Regions from separate parts of the Urocitellus parryii genome. Here region 1 is linked to region 2. Evidence: chromatin contacts called from public Hi-C data. All regions are on one chromosome and are shown on one strand. The core of a region is the stretch at or near the end of the contact, and the rest is flanking DNA. Distances in the headings are between cores, read along the strand shown. Region 1 holds the start of Bms1 (BMS1 ribosome biogenesis factor). Region 2 holds the start of LOC113190318.

Region 1 (7,033 bases), core at 2,018-4,517, 130 kb before region 2:
ATTTATAAGAATATGCTAGAAGTTCATTTTTATGTGAGAAAACTGGCAAAATAAAATACATCCCACCTTGATTTGTCATGTACTCTCTTTAATTTTAAAACAATACCAAGTTTACCCAGATAAATGAAAATGTTCAAATAGGTAAAATTGTGACTGGACAGAGTTCATGATAACTATGATCCTGTTGTTTAGCCAATTACTTTAACTTGATCACTATAGTTAAAACATCCTCAAATCTAATGCAACAGAAAAATCCATGGAACAATAATTATTTTCCAGTTAAAAGGCCTGACTAGGGCTGGGGTTGTTGTGGCTCAGCAGTAGAACTGCTTGCCTAGCACATGTGAGGCCCTGGGTTTGATCCTCAGCACCATATGAAAATAAATAAATAAAATAAAGGTATTGTGTCCAACTACAACTAAAAAATAAATAATTTTTTTTTAAAAAAGGCCTTACTACATTATTGTTGCAAGACACTTCAGATTCTACCATTGCTATTTTATTTTCCACTTGGAAAATTCACTATCACTCCAACGTATCAAAGGGAAAAAGAAAATGTCTTTCACTTCCACAAGAATGAGTTTTAAGAGGGAAAGTGGGTGTGCATGTTCACAGTGGTACTTACTACCTGTTAAAAAAAAAATGTCCATGGTTACCTGACCAGCCTGCCTCTGCCTGCTAAGCCTTTCCAAGGAACACTTGGCAAACCTAACAGAGCAATCAGGTAAGGTATACACATATATCATTATCTCTAGGAACCTATCCTTTTCTGAAGCTACAATCATTCAGCACAAAAGAATACAATGTGACAATATTACTTTAACAATTTCTACTCAAGAAAACAAAAAGATATGTATGTCACTCAGGTGACAACCCTGCTATGTGGCAGCAAAACCTACCTGACACAATCGTTACAGGGCCTCTGATTTCAGTCAACTTTTGCCTGGTAAAATTCCGAATGAGGCACTGTATCAAAGTGCTCTTTCCAACTTTTGGAGGTCCCATCACCACTACCACTATTGGTGGGGGCTCTAGTGGAGTTCGATCAACCACTGGAATGTGATGCTTTTTGGTCTTTAAATCCTGAGTCCTATTTGTAAAAATAAATTAATTCACTTTCAAAATAATAAAGGTTAGAACTTTGTTAAGTACAGATTTTATAGAGAGAACAGAAAATACATGGATACAATTAACTTGTTGTTAACTTATTAACTTCTCACCCCAAGCAAAGTAACTGCTTTCAGTAAAGATGTAACAGGATGACTTCAAAAGTAAAGTGAGTTGAGGAGCTGAGATTGTAACTCAGTGATAAAGTGTGTGAGGCACTAGGTTCAATTCTCAGTACCACATAAAGATCCATCGACAGACAACTAAAAAATTTTTTAAAAAGTAAAGTGAGTTGAAAATTAAATACATCTTAAATCTGATTGTTTTAAGAGTTAAATTTAATAGTTTAAAAGGAAACAAAAGATAAACACTGAGGCAGTGTGTCATAACAAATAAAAGCAGAGGTTTTGGAGATCAATTTGACTGTTGTATTTACTGGTTATGTGATGGAGGAGGTAAAACTTGTTTTCTTATTCATTAAGGACAAAAATAATTCTTAATCTGTTAAGGCTGTTGATATATTTGATTAAATAATGTTTTAAAAACACTGCTGGGCATTCAATAAGGATTCCCTAAATAAAGCTACTTTAGTATCATATGTTACAATTTTAGAATTATGTAAAAATTTTTAGGGGGAAATGCACATAACATCACAGGTTGTTAAAACTTAGGGAAAAAAACTATAAATTAAATTCTGTAAATTCTTTTTTCTTGGGCAAAAATAACCACAGTGGGCATATGCTGGAGGCAAGGCTGCTTCTATGGGAAAGGCTTCTCATGTTTTAGTAAGACACATGGCATGCAGGTGTCTTTCAAAGCTCAGAAAGCCAAATACTGTCTCCCACCACCTAAGAAAGAATAAATAGAACCACCGCCAGAATTCAGAGAAACATACCTGTGAAAGGATCTAGCCATCCGCACAGCAGACTGAACTGCAAAAGCTTTGGGGTTTCTCTTCCGGGCATCATCTTCATCTCCAAGTTGAAGATCCTGCAGATGCCGTTTCTTTTTCTTCTCAGCTTTGGGCCCACTGTGTTTCTTTCTGTGTTTCTTCTGATCCTTGGACTCCATAGTGGCTATTTATCAACTCACAAGTAACTATACAGAATGGGATGGAAAGGTGGGGGAAGTATTTTACAATGAAGGCAAGGAGGTGGGCAGGGGTGTGCCTGTGCAGTTAATTCCACATATTTCTTTATGAAAAGATGATGCATTTATTCAATTAACAGGTGCAGAAACTACTTAATACCACCCTCCATTTCACTTCTCTCGGTTACGCCATAAATTACAAGAGTTATCTCTGCTAAGGATACCTTTTATGTTTGTTAAATTTTATTCATCTTAAGTGTCCTGTCAATATCAGAGGTGTCCACTCCTGTATAAAGATGGGCTGGGAATATAGCTCAGTTGGTAGAGTGCCCGGGTTCAATCCCCAGCACCACAAAAAAAAAAAAAAAAAAAAAAAGATTCTCTATCTGTATTTTCCCATACAGTAAGCCACAAGGTCACTATATGGGAAAATATACTTAGGGAAACTGGAAAAAAAAAAGAATCTAAATTTTAATAAATTTAATTCCAAATTTAAATAGGTATATGCGGCTAGTGGCTAACATACTGGACAGCTCAAGCCTAGACATCAACTGATTTTATGGTCTTCTAACTTAAACTAAAATTTTAATTTCTAACTTAAACTAAAACGTCTAAAATATTTTACTGGCCGTCCAATCGCATGTGCTGGACGGGCATATTTTCTATCTGCCAGAGAAGTAAATTTTATCCTACTTGTACGGGCTCCCTCCTACCTCCCTCTTTTTTTTTTTTTTTTTTTTTTTTAAAGCTGGATAAACTCTAGGTCGCCGCTGGGACCATCCTGCCACGAAACTACCATTCCCTGCCACCTTCCCTCCTGGTCCGGAATTTTTGCCAAATTCACTCCGCTATTCCCCAATGACCTCAGAACCGTACCACGATCTCGACTCAGTACCCTCCCAGAGACCCAGAGCCCTCAAACTCGTCGACCCGAACCCGCGGCGGTTACCGGGTTCACAACTGCTACTCCTCAGCTCCACATGGACGCCACCGGAAACGGAAATTCGCACCACCCGCTGGCTCTCGGGTGGAAAACAAGAAACAGAAGAAAGGTGTCTACAGAAGGACCAATTTCAGAGGAAAATGCCGGAAGGAAGTCTTGTGATTGGCTGAGTGTGAGCGCAAGCGCCGTCTGCGCCGTTCTTTCCACCCCGCCGCGCCCCGCGGCGCTCCGCCCCGCGCAACGAATCCCCCGCCCGGCCGAAACTCCGCTGAACCGCAAGTCCGGCCAAGTCATTGCGGAGAGGAGGCTGTCGGGCGTGCTTGAATCCCAGACCAAGGCCAGGGCTACAGTGCTGTACGAAAGGCGGAAGTGGGTACATTTAGTCCACCTAGTCACCGTGTCAGTACCCTTCGAAAGCCTTGAGTCCCACAGCCGCCGACTCACGGAATGGACTTTTCACTCCATTGGCGTCCACTTCATTGTCCTTAGAGACGGCAGCGCCAGGGAAGGATTCCTCGAGTTCTTTGGATCTCTAGTGCCCTCTTTTGCCAGGACCGATAGACTCTCAGAACAAGGATAAACGGCCCCGGCCTGAATTGCTTCGCCCTTCTCCTTGGAAAAAAGGATTTTCCTTGAAGGAATGCAGCATTCTGCAGTTGTCTTTGTGCACAGCTTTGCCATACCCATTCCTAACTGAGGAAATGTCTTTGAGTCCCTTTAATCCTGGTCTCAGCTAAACTTAGAAAGTTTGGTCAGAGGATGTATCTTCCTCTTGTCTTGCAGGGTTTCTTTTCAATATGATTGCACCAGTGCACCTGGGGGACTCAATTCTGTGCCACATAACTAGGCTCACTCTAATAATGGAGACCCCCATACTCCATTTCATTTCACAGTGAGCTTGTCAGACTCTCAGCATTTACAGATATATTCACCCTGCACTTTACACTTTGTGCTGTTCTGGGGAGGCTAACATGACACATACTCCCCTTATATATGAAGAGCTTGGATGTTTTAACTCCTCCAACATTATTCTCTCTTTCTTCTTGGAGATTTCAGTACACAGGTAGATGATCCTTCTAACATCTTCTTGGGCCCAGGAAGCATATTCTTGTACTCTGCCTTACCTTAGCTTCTCACTCCCCGCCTTCATCCCATCATACTTGACAGATATGAGGACTGCAAGCCCTGTGGCATTCTAATCTGCACCACTACCTCCTATCTTTCCAGGCTACCTCATCTATTGCCCTGAAACAAAATTTCTATTACTTTACCAGCACCTCCAATCTGATCTTACTTCCTGTTCATTGTTTCATCCTGCCTTAATAACTTCTCTGTCTCCAGCAGGCTAGCCTAAAGTCCAATGCTGATGCATCAGTTGACCAATCATTTTTGATGGCCAATTATCGGCACTGGTCTCTTGCATATCTCCTCAACTCACCCACCTCCCCATTACTTCATCATCTGCTTGGTAAGATGGGAGCCCTGAATAAATAAAATTCTTTTATTTATTTTTATTTTTCACATTTTTATTGGTACATTATAATTGAACATAATGATGGGATTTTTGTTACATATTCATACATGCATACAATATAACAATATAATTAGGCCAAAATCACTCCCCAGCATACCCCCCCTTCCTCCCTGTCTCTTTCCCCTTGATCCTTTTCCTCTATTGATCTCCCTTTGATTTCCCACCTTTTTCCTTTTTGTTCTCTAGCTTCCAAATGAAAGAACTCCCTTCTGAGTCTGACTTATTTTGCCTAACATAATGGTCTCTAGTTCCATTCATTTTCCTGAAAATGACATAATTTTATTTTTCTTTATGACTAAATAAAACTCCATTGTGACTATATCTCACACTTTCTTTATCTTAATCTGTTATGGACACCCAGGCTGGTTGCATAGTTTGGCTATTGTGAATTGTGCTGCTATAAACATTGGTATGCATGTATCACTGACATATGATGACTTTAATTCTTCAGGATGAATACTGAGGTATAGTCTATATGGATCATATGGTGGTACCATGCTTAGTCTTTTGAAGAACCTCCATACTGATTTTTCCAAAGTGGTTGTACTACATTAACACTTTTACCAACAGTGTAAAAATGTTCCTTTTCCTCCACATTCTCTCCAGCTTTTATTATTATTTGAATTCTTTTTTCTATTTTATTGGTGTTTTATAGTTGTACATACTGATGGAATTTGTTGTTACATATTTGTACACGTACACCATGCATAATATATCAATATAATTTGGCCAATATCACTCCTCTTGAGACTACCATTCTGACTGGTTTGAGATGATATTTCAGTGTAGTTTTTATTTGCATTTCCCTAGTTGCTAATAATGTGGAACATTTTTTTCATACATTTTTTGGCCATTTGTATTTCTTCTTTTGAGAAGTGTCTGTTTAATTCATTTCCCCATTTGTTAATTGGGCTATTTGATTTTTTAGTGTAAAGTTTTTTGAACTCTTTATATATTTTAGATAATAATTCTCTGTTAGAAGAGTAGCTAGCAAAGAATTTTTCCCATTCTGTAGGTCCTGTCTTCACATTCCTAATTGTTTCCTTTGCTGTGCAGAAGCTTTTAAATTTGATGTCATCCCATTTATTAACTCTTGGTGTTATTTCCTGAACATTAGGGGTCCTATTGAGAAAATCTTCCTGTGCCCATATCCTGGAGTGTTGACACTATGCTTGCTTCTAGGAGTTGCAAAGTTTCTACTCTCATTCTTCAGTCTTTGATCTATTTTGAGTTGATTTTTGTGCAACAAGAGAGATAAGGATCTAGTGTTATGCTCGAATTCGGGACCCCCAAAGACCACCAGAGACCCAAGATCGGTGTAAGCAGCAAAGTGTTTATTGTGAGCTAGCTCGGTCCTCCGTGCACACACACAGCAACTGGTGACGCTAAGAGGCCCTGAGCCCTGGATTTACAGCATTTTTATACATTCTTTGGAGAAGGCAGGGACTTCACATACATCATAGCCTCTTTTAGCAAATCATCACACACTGCTGGAAAATCAAATAACAACTCTAAAACATGATTAGCACATTCACTGGCGGGAACAAGTTGGGTAGGGGTGATTGGTCAGTACAAAAGGGGTGTTCATTTGAACTGATTGGTTTAAGCCAAGAGGGGTGTACAGTGCTGAACTACATGGTTTCCCAACATGTTATCAACCACCATAAACTACTGGGAGGGTCATCTGGCATCCCAGGTATTTCCCTGTCTCATGCTGATTGGTGGCTACTGGGGGGTTGCTATGGATCTCCATCTAGCCTGACTGAGTCAGGGACACCTGGCGCAGCAGATCTCTCCTGTTATTGTAGACAAACAACTTAGCAGGATGGGAATGTGCTTAGGAGTGCTCTGTGGGTTTTTCCAAGGACAAAGGCCATGTCCCTTCCCTGGACAGGCTTTGCTCTGAGATAGAGGCTGGTTTTTCACTAGTTTCATTTTTCTCCATATGGATAACCATTTATCCCAGCACCATTTGTTAAAAAGGTTGTCTTTGCTCCAATGTGTGTTTTTAGCACTTTTGTTAAGGATCAGATAACTGTAGATGTGTGGGTATATCTCCATGTGTTCTATTCTGTAACACTCTTCTGTGTCTGTTTTTATGCCAATACCATGCAGTTTTTGTTACTATAGCTCTGTAATATAATTTGAAGTCAGGTATTGTAATGCCACCAGCATTGACTTTTTTGGTTTAGGATTGCTTTGGCTTTCCTGGGTTTTCTATTCTTCCAAATGAATTTTAGAATTTTTTCCCTAGTTCTATGAGGAACATCATTGGTATTTTGATGGGGATTGCACTGAATCTGTATATTGCTTTTGGTAGTATGGCCATTTTAACAGTATTAATTCTAATTATCCATGAA
Region 2 (6,697 bases), core at 2,419-4,918:
CTTCCAAAGTCACTTCTCTCTACCTATAATATCCTGATATGGTTTCTAGAACATGCCTCAGAATGACTGTATTTGCTGTTCCTCTATTTAATATGTTTTGCCATTAGATTTCTACATAGTTCCCTATCTCATTTAATTGAGGATTTACCACAAATACCACTTTTTAGAATGGTCTAATTAACTTTAAATCTAAAAAACTATGTGTCCTTTATTTCTTTGTATTGCTCTGTCCTCTCAAAGTACTTGACTCTCTCTCTGAGCATATGCTTCAGAAATGTTACTCAATTGTTTTTAGGCACTGTGGCACAAGCCTGCAACTCAGCTACTTGGACAGCTGAGGTAAGAGGATTGCAATTTTGAGGCCAGAGACCAGCCTGGGCAACTTAGTGAGCTGGAGATGTAGCTCAGGGGTAGAGCACCCTAATAACACTATATATATATATATATATATATATATATATATATATATATATATACACATATATATACATACATACACATACACATACATATACACACACACACTTATATATGTATTCTACTTTTGAAAATTTTTATTATACATTTGAAAAATTAAGTTAGTATCAGCACCAATATTATCAGAAGTCTTTTATATATTAGAAAGTTGTCCAATTCATGATTAAGATACAAGTTCTACAAAAATCTAATTTTTACCTTAAAGCCCAAATTTTAATATTGGCAAAAAGATACCTTGAAGTGACAGGCTCACTTCATCTACTTATTTATTTATTTATTTTAGTTGTAGTCGGAAACGATGCCTTTATTTTATTTATTTATTTTTTATGTGGTGCTGAGGATCGAACCCAGTGCCTATGCTAGGTAAGCAAGCGCTCTACCACTGAGCTACGACCCCAGCCCAACTTCATTCACTTTTGAGAATGTTTGTTAAATACCCAAGTGTAAATAACTATAGCTTTTTTTGCCATTTGTTCTTTCATGTAAAAAAGGTCTTCCATGAAAAGCATGTGCACAAATCAAATAATTGCACAAGGGCTTGTTATCCAGACCAGACAACTAACTAACTGTTCAGGATGCAGAAGCGCATTATTTTAACTTTCCATTTCATCACATGGAATATTAAAAATATATACACTTGAGGGTCAATATTTAATAAAATTAATAATTTTTACTATTTTATTAAGATTATCCTTAAGTAAATGGCAGGTTTTTACTTGGAGAAATACAATGATTATAAATTAGGTGTCCTTATCTTAATTCATGCCAATAGTAGATAGGCAGGAACCTATCACCATTGCTTTCATACCAGCAGTGCAATTAGCATCTTAGCACTAGAGTTTTGAATTTAAAGACCCCTTGAGAGGGTTTTAGGGTTCCCAGGGGTCTTAAGACCATACTTTGAGAGCAGTGTTTTCCTTGAAGATGATCTGTAACATAGCTCCCTTTCTAGTTAAATACCTGAGCTCTCTTAAAAACACATACACACATTAAACACACATACACAAAGTGAAACAAAGGCTAAATAAATGACTCACCTTGAACTTGTTCATTTTCTGCTGCTCTTGGGAAAGGGTAGAAACTATAAAGCCCGAGCAGGGAAAGTTGTAAGAGAAAAGTCATAAGAGACCATATGTTACAGCTCCAGGAATCTCCTGTGGGAAATTTCCATACAATATTTTAGTAAAATCTAAACCCCTGGAAAAATGTCCCTTTGACCCCTGAGAAGGAATAGGAAGTACCATGATGAAGTAGTACCCACCTGTCCATCGATGACTCTGACATAATCTTGATGAACCTGGGATATTTTTGAGTGAATCTAAACATTTCTTTCTTATTGGTTGCTTTGAAAATTATGTGTATGTTCACTGAATAACACAAAAGAATTGAAAACATAAATAATAAATAACAGATTAAATACAATGTATAATATATCCAAACATGGATCCCTATGTCTAGCATTACAGATGATGAATTGATATATTTATTGATATATAAAAGGTGTTTAGTTTACATTCATAACAATTTTTCCTGTTAATATTATAAATCCCACAATTATAAAGTTATTTCAGCGTTTTCAAAAATGAGATAGTTCTTCTCCTTAAATTAGTTTCTTTTGATATAGTGAATCTGGAGACTTCAGTTCTACCTTAGGCTTACTTTCAATGCTGCTACCTTTAATATAAGGAAAAATCAGGTAATCTTGAACAACCTCTCATGTGATTTTTAAAGTCTTTACCCAGGACCACAAATCTGGATAGTGCCCTGGATTTCACTGACCTTTCAAATTTAGGCTGGGTCTAGGGTAAAATTTAGTTCAGCCTTGATAAACTGACATGGCCCCTAATCTGCTGACACATAAATCTAGCTTCTTAAATAGCACTTTGGCTCCAAAATTCCCAGACACTTCATAGATGTAGCAAAGACAACAGTTGCCACAATCCTGTGGTCCTTTTCATAAGCAGCAGAAACAACTTCCAGCTACCCTACGCTTAAAAGATAATTATAAGCCCAGATACCACCAGCCATCAGAAGCATTATCACATCACATACATAATAAAAAGCATGGAAGAATCACAGTTGGTTGTTTTTTTTTTTTTTTTTAAGTCTGTCTCTACCATTTCCCCTCTAGAAATTAGCCTTTAGCCTTGATAGACTTTCCAAATTCTTAGAGAAATTTAAAATTGAAAGCTCAAACTCTGGTTTCAATTTATGCGCTTGCTGAGAACAATCAGGTTGGAGGATGTAGGAAGGGTCTTAACTGACTTTTTGAGCCAAGGGTTCTAAAGGAATCCCAAGAATTTTTGGAAATAGAACACTACATGGAGAGATGATGTTCAATACACTTCACAACTATACTCTGGTGGTGCTTAAGTACAACTGCTTGCTTAAATACAAACTAAGACTGGATTTTAATGTAGGAAAGAGCATTAACTACAGAGTAAAAACAGTGAGAGTTTAAATCCTACCTAATTCCGAGTAAACCAATTTATATCTCTGAACCTGTAATACTATAATCTATTAAAACGGAGGTGGTCACTGCCAATGATTAAAGGAGCCAATAATGAAAACAACAGCATGCCTTGTAATAAAAGCAGCTCACCTTTATTAATTCCTTATTATTTACATCTACTGCCTTATTCAGGACAGCAAACGACCCTCAAGGGTGCTTTCATCATCATTTTACAGATGACTGAATCACCCTGAGATCAGCTCGCCCATCCAGCCGCACACCCTGGATCTGGGCCAAGCCTGGCTACAGCCAGCGTCGCAGAGGCGCTCGGACTCAGCGGGTCCAGCTCCACGTTACCCAGAGCCGCTCCCTCCGGGCGGCCCGGCCTGCTTTCCCCGCAGAGTGGGCCCTCCTGGGTTGCCCCTTACAGGTCGCGACAACAACTCTTGGAGAAGGTCGGCTGTGCAAAAGGCCGGCTTCCCTGCCAAGTCCCTCCCGCAGGCCCTGTAGGCTCTCGGCGCAGGCCGCGGCCTCCAGATTTTGACCCGGCAGTCGCAAAGTCTAGCTTCCCAGCTCCCGACCCGCCCACAGAGGCCTTCGACACACCTGCAAGGGATCTGTCTTCGATCCCAGGCCACTCTGAGCCCCGGCCCCTCCCTCAGCTGCGCTGCGGCGACCTGGTAGCTCCGGAGTCTTCAACCCCCTGCGGCGTGACACAAAGCCGCCCAGACAGAAAGGAAAGGGCATTGCACATGCGCAGAGCGCACCCTGGGGGGGGGGGGGGGGAAAGCCTCCGCTTTGACACGAATTTGGATGAAGTTAAGCGATTTGGCGCCCTCTAGTGATCTGATGATTCCTGCTGGGCTTTTCTGGAGACTTGAGCTTTTGGTTATTCATGGGAGTTGAGTGGTTAAAATTGGCTTAAAGGCAGAAAACCACCCGAAGTGGTATTGATGGACAACTTAGGTAACGTGGTTGGGACTCAGTACTATAGTGATGTACGACAGAAGAAATAAGGACAGGTATAAAGGAAGCATATGGGAAAGAAAAGGGATTGTAGCTTTAAATCTAAAAACTCCATGGACACCCACACTTTCATTTCTTCAGGCCTGAGTTCGTAAAAGTCCAATAAATCTTAGTCCAGATAATTAATGCCTTTATATTTCTTTATTGAACAAAAATGTATTTTCAGACTGAAGCCTAGAGAAATTGCCAAGTGCTATTGACTAGATACGACAACCTGAAATTCTGAAAATAGTCTCAAAATAATTGAGCTCATTAAGCTGACACAGGATAGTGGAGAGCTGAAGCTCCAAACTTCAGTTCTTATATCCCAACTTAATAAAAGCTAAAGTCAGACACGAAAAGTCAAGAGAATTTAGTTATAAAAAAAGATTCAAGCAAAGAAGCTTTCTAGAGAGGGTCGCCTGTGGGCAGAGAAGGGCAAAAGAAACAATGCTGCTTCCAAATTTATTGCTGCCTTATGTTTACCTTGAGAACTGTGGTCTACCTTCTGTGGTCTGCGCTAATCAGATGTTTACTCCCTCTTCACATAGATTGCAGGAGTTTTGGGCCCTAGTTGGTCATCTCTCTGTCTTGGAGACTATAGTATTGGAGGAGGGGGAGCTTCTTCTGCAATTCAATTGTATGTTAATGAGGGTGCTGGGGTCATGACCTGGCAGACTTCATCTTAGTGTGCCTGTGGTATTAATGAAACTTCTTAACTACACTGAGAAACCTATGGCCATAAATATTAATTTTACAATGACCTTGGTAGACCCTGTCAGGAGTTAGCCCCACTGATCTTTCCTTCATAGTGTATTTCTTAGTTGTCTTTGTTTCCCTGTGTTTATTCTCAGGTTAGTACACCTGCAATAGATGCAATACTAACATAATCTACAGTCCATGTTCAAATTTTGCTCACTGTCTCAATTAAGACTTAAGTAATACTTTGTTGATTCAATATCCACAATCATAAATGTTTATGTACCTAATAGGACAGCTTAAAAATATATAATTTTATACATTGCTTACAAATTTATAGTTTAAGATCTCATACTCCCTTCTCAGTATTTTGTATGCCAATAGAAAGTCAGCAAGTACATAAAATTTTTAACATCACTAATGTGACTAATGTTTATAAAGTACATTTACTCTCCAAAAGAAAAATATACATTCTGTTCAAGTGCACATGCAAAATTTACCAAAAGACACTATATAATATATCATAAATTTAAAAGGATTCAAGTCATTCAAAACACATTATTTGACCATGTTGTAATTAAATTATAAGTTAATATCTATATGTATCTGGAAAATATCCAAACATTTGGAAAATAAATAATCTAAATATACCATGTGTTAAAGTAGAAATCAAAGGGGGAAATTAGAAGCTAATTAGGACTGAATTAAAATAAAAACAATCCAAATTTGTATGTTGTTACTATGTAACTGCTGAATGAAAGGAACTTTTTTTTAAAGAAAAAAATCTCTAATGAATGACCTCAGCTTCTACCTGAAGAAACTAGAAATATAAGACCAACTGTAACTGAAAGTAAGCTGAAGAAGGTAAATAAGAGACATCAGAGTGGGGAATCAAAGATGATGAAGTAGAGGAAGACTGCATTTTCCAGTTTGCCCCCTGGCTTGAAGCAAGAGTTCTCAATGAGACTGGTGACAGAGAGAATTGTAATTCAACATTGGATCATCAGAAACTCAAAGAGATGCCGAAATTCTATTACCACACAAGCATCTATAAAATTCAGAGGATCTTTAGAGACTACTGTGAAAACTTATATGCCAATATAATAGAAAGTCTTGAAGAAATGGAAAGATTTCTAGATACATACCACCTAGTAAAATTAAACCAAGAAGATATATAAAACCTGAAGAGACCAATAGCAAGTAATGAGATTGAATGGGTAATAAAAACTGATGTTTGAACAAAGAAAAACCCAGGAACAGGAGATGTATTCCAGGCAAATGCAGGTGAAAGGTCAGAGGGCCCCTTTCCTAAATAGCACCCACTCATCAGGCAAAGGCTCCATTCTAGAAATAGTAGGTCAAAATTCCTGGGACCCTGATAGTCCTAGCCACACTATACTTGTAGGATAGAAGTTTAAATCCCATGTGTGGCATACAAAGAATACTAAAGAGTTCCATCCTCCACCAGCAGTCTGTTTGCAAACAGTGGTGTAACTGTGACAAAATTAGGCCACTGTTCCTATCTCTAGCTCCAGAGCTGTAGCATAGAGTTTTTTCCCAGAGGGAGAAGCAAATTATGAGAGAGAGAGAGAGAGAGAGAGAGAGAGAGAGAGAGAGAGAGAGAGAATGCGCGCAAGCGTGAGTGAACATGCTATGAAGCTGTCTCCATGGGAATTGATTATAAAAGATAATATGGAAAGTGAAACAACCGAGATTTGGGGTATTGACAATGAAGAAGGCTGGTAGTTCCATGAGGGAAACAAGTTATACCAGAAGTTTACCAGAATAAACTAGACAAAAACATTCCAGAAAGAATAGTCCTGGTATTAAGGGTCAGATAGATGAAAATGGTAGAACACAAAGTTAAGGAGAATAATTCTATATAATGGACCCACTGTTCTGACCTCCACATACTTTCTTTGCCAAAGAGCAATTTGCCTGCAGCCTAGCCAGGTCTAAGTGGACAGGATATGTCACAATCCTCAGCAAACTGAGGGAGGGGCAAAAGTCAGGTAATCAGTGTAGGTAATTAAGGATGATGGTTGAGAGAGGATGAAGACTGGC

What was found. A called contact is a pair of places that touch in the nucleus more often than the background predicts.
Region 1: a contact with region 2 is called in a Hi-C map of liver, with 3 times the contacts expected there. The contact joins the promoter of Bms1 here to the promoter of LOC113190318 in region 2. A contact is called at or near these places in 2 of 2 Hi-C or Micro-C datasets (liver and muscle).

Annotation. Positions count from the first base shown.
Region 1 is chr5:125,181,153-125,188,185 of mUroPar1.hap1, reverse strand. Bms1 (BMS1 ribosome biogenesis factor) reads right to left here and starts at 3,267. Exons shown (of 23, transcript XM_026399543.2): 1 at 3,146-3,267; 2 at 2,003-2,205; 3 at 900-1,090. The coding sequence starts at 2,178.
Region 2 is chr5:125,050,038-125,056,734 of mUroPar1.hap1, reverse strand. It overlaps LOC113190318, which reads right to left and starts at 3,668. Exons shown (of 7, transcript XM_026399536.2): 1 at 3,536-3,668; 2 at 1,739-1,844; 3 at 1,515-1,631. The coding sequence starts at 1,529.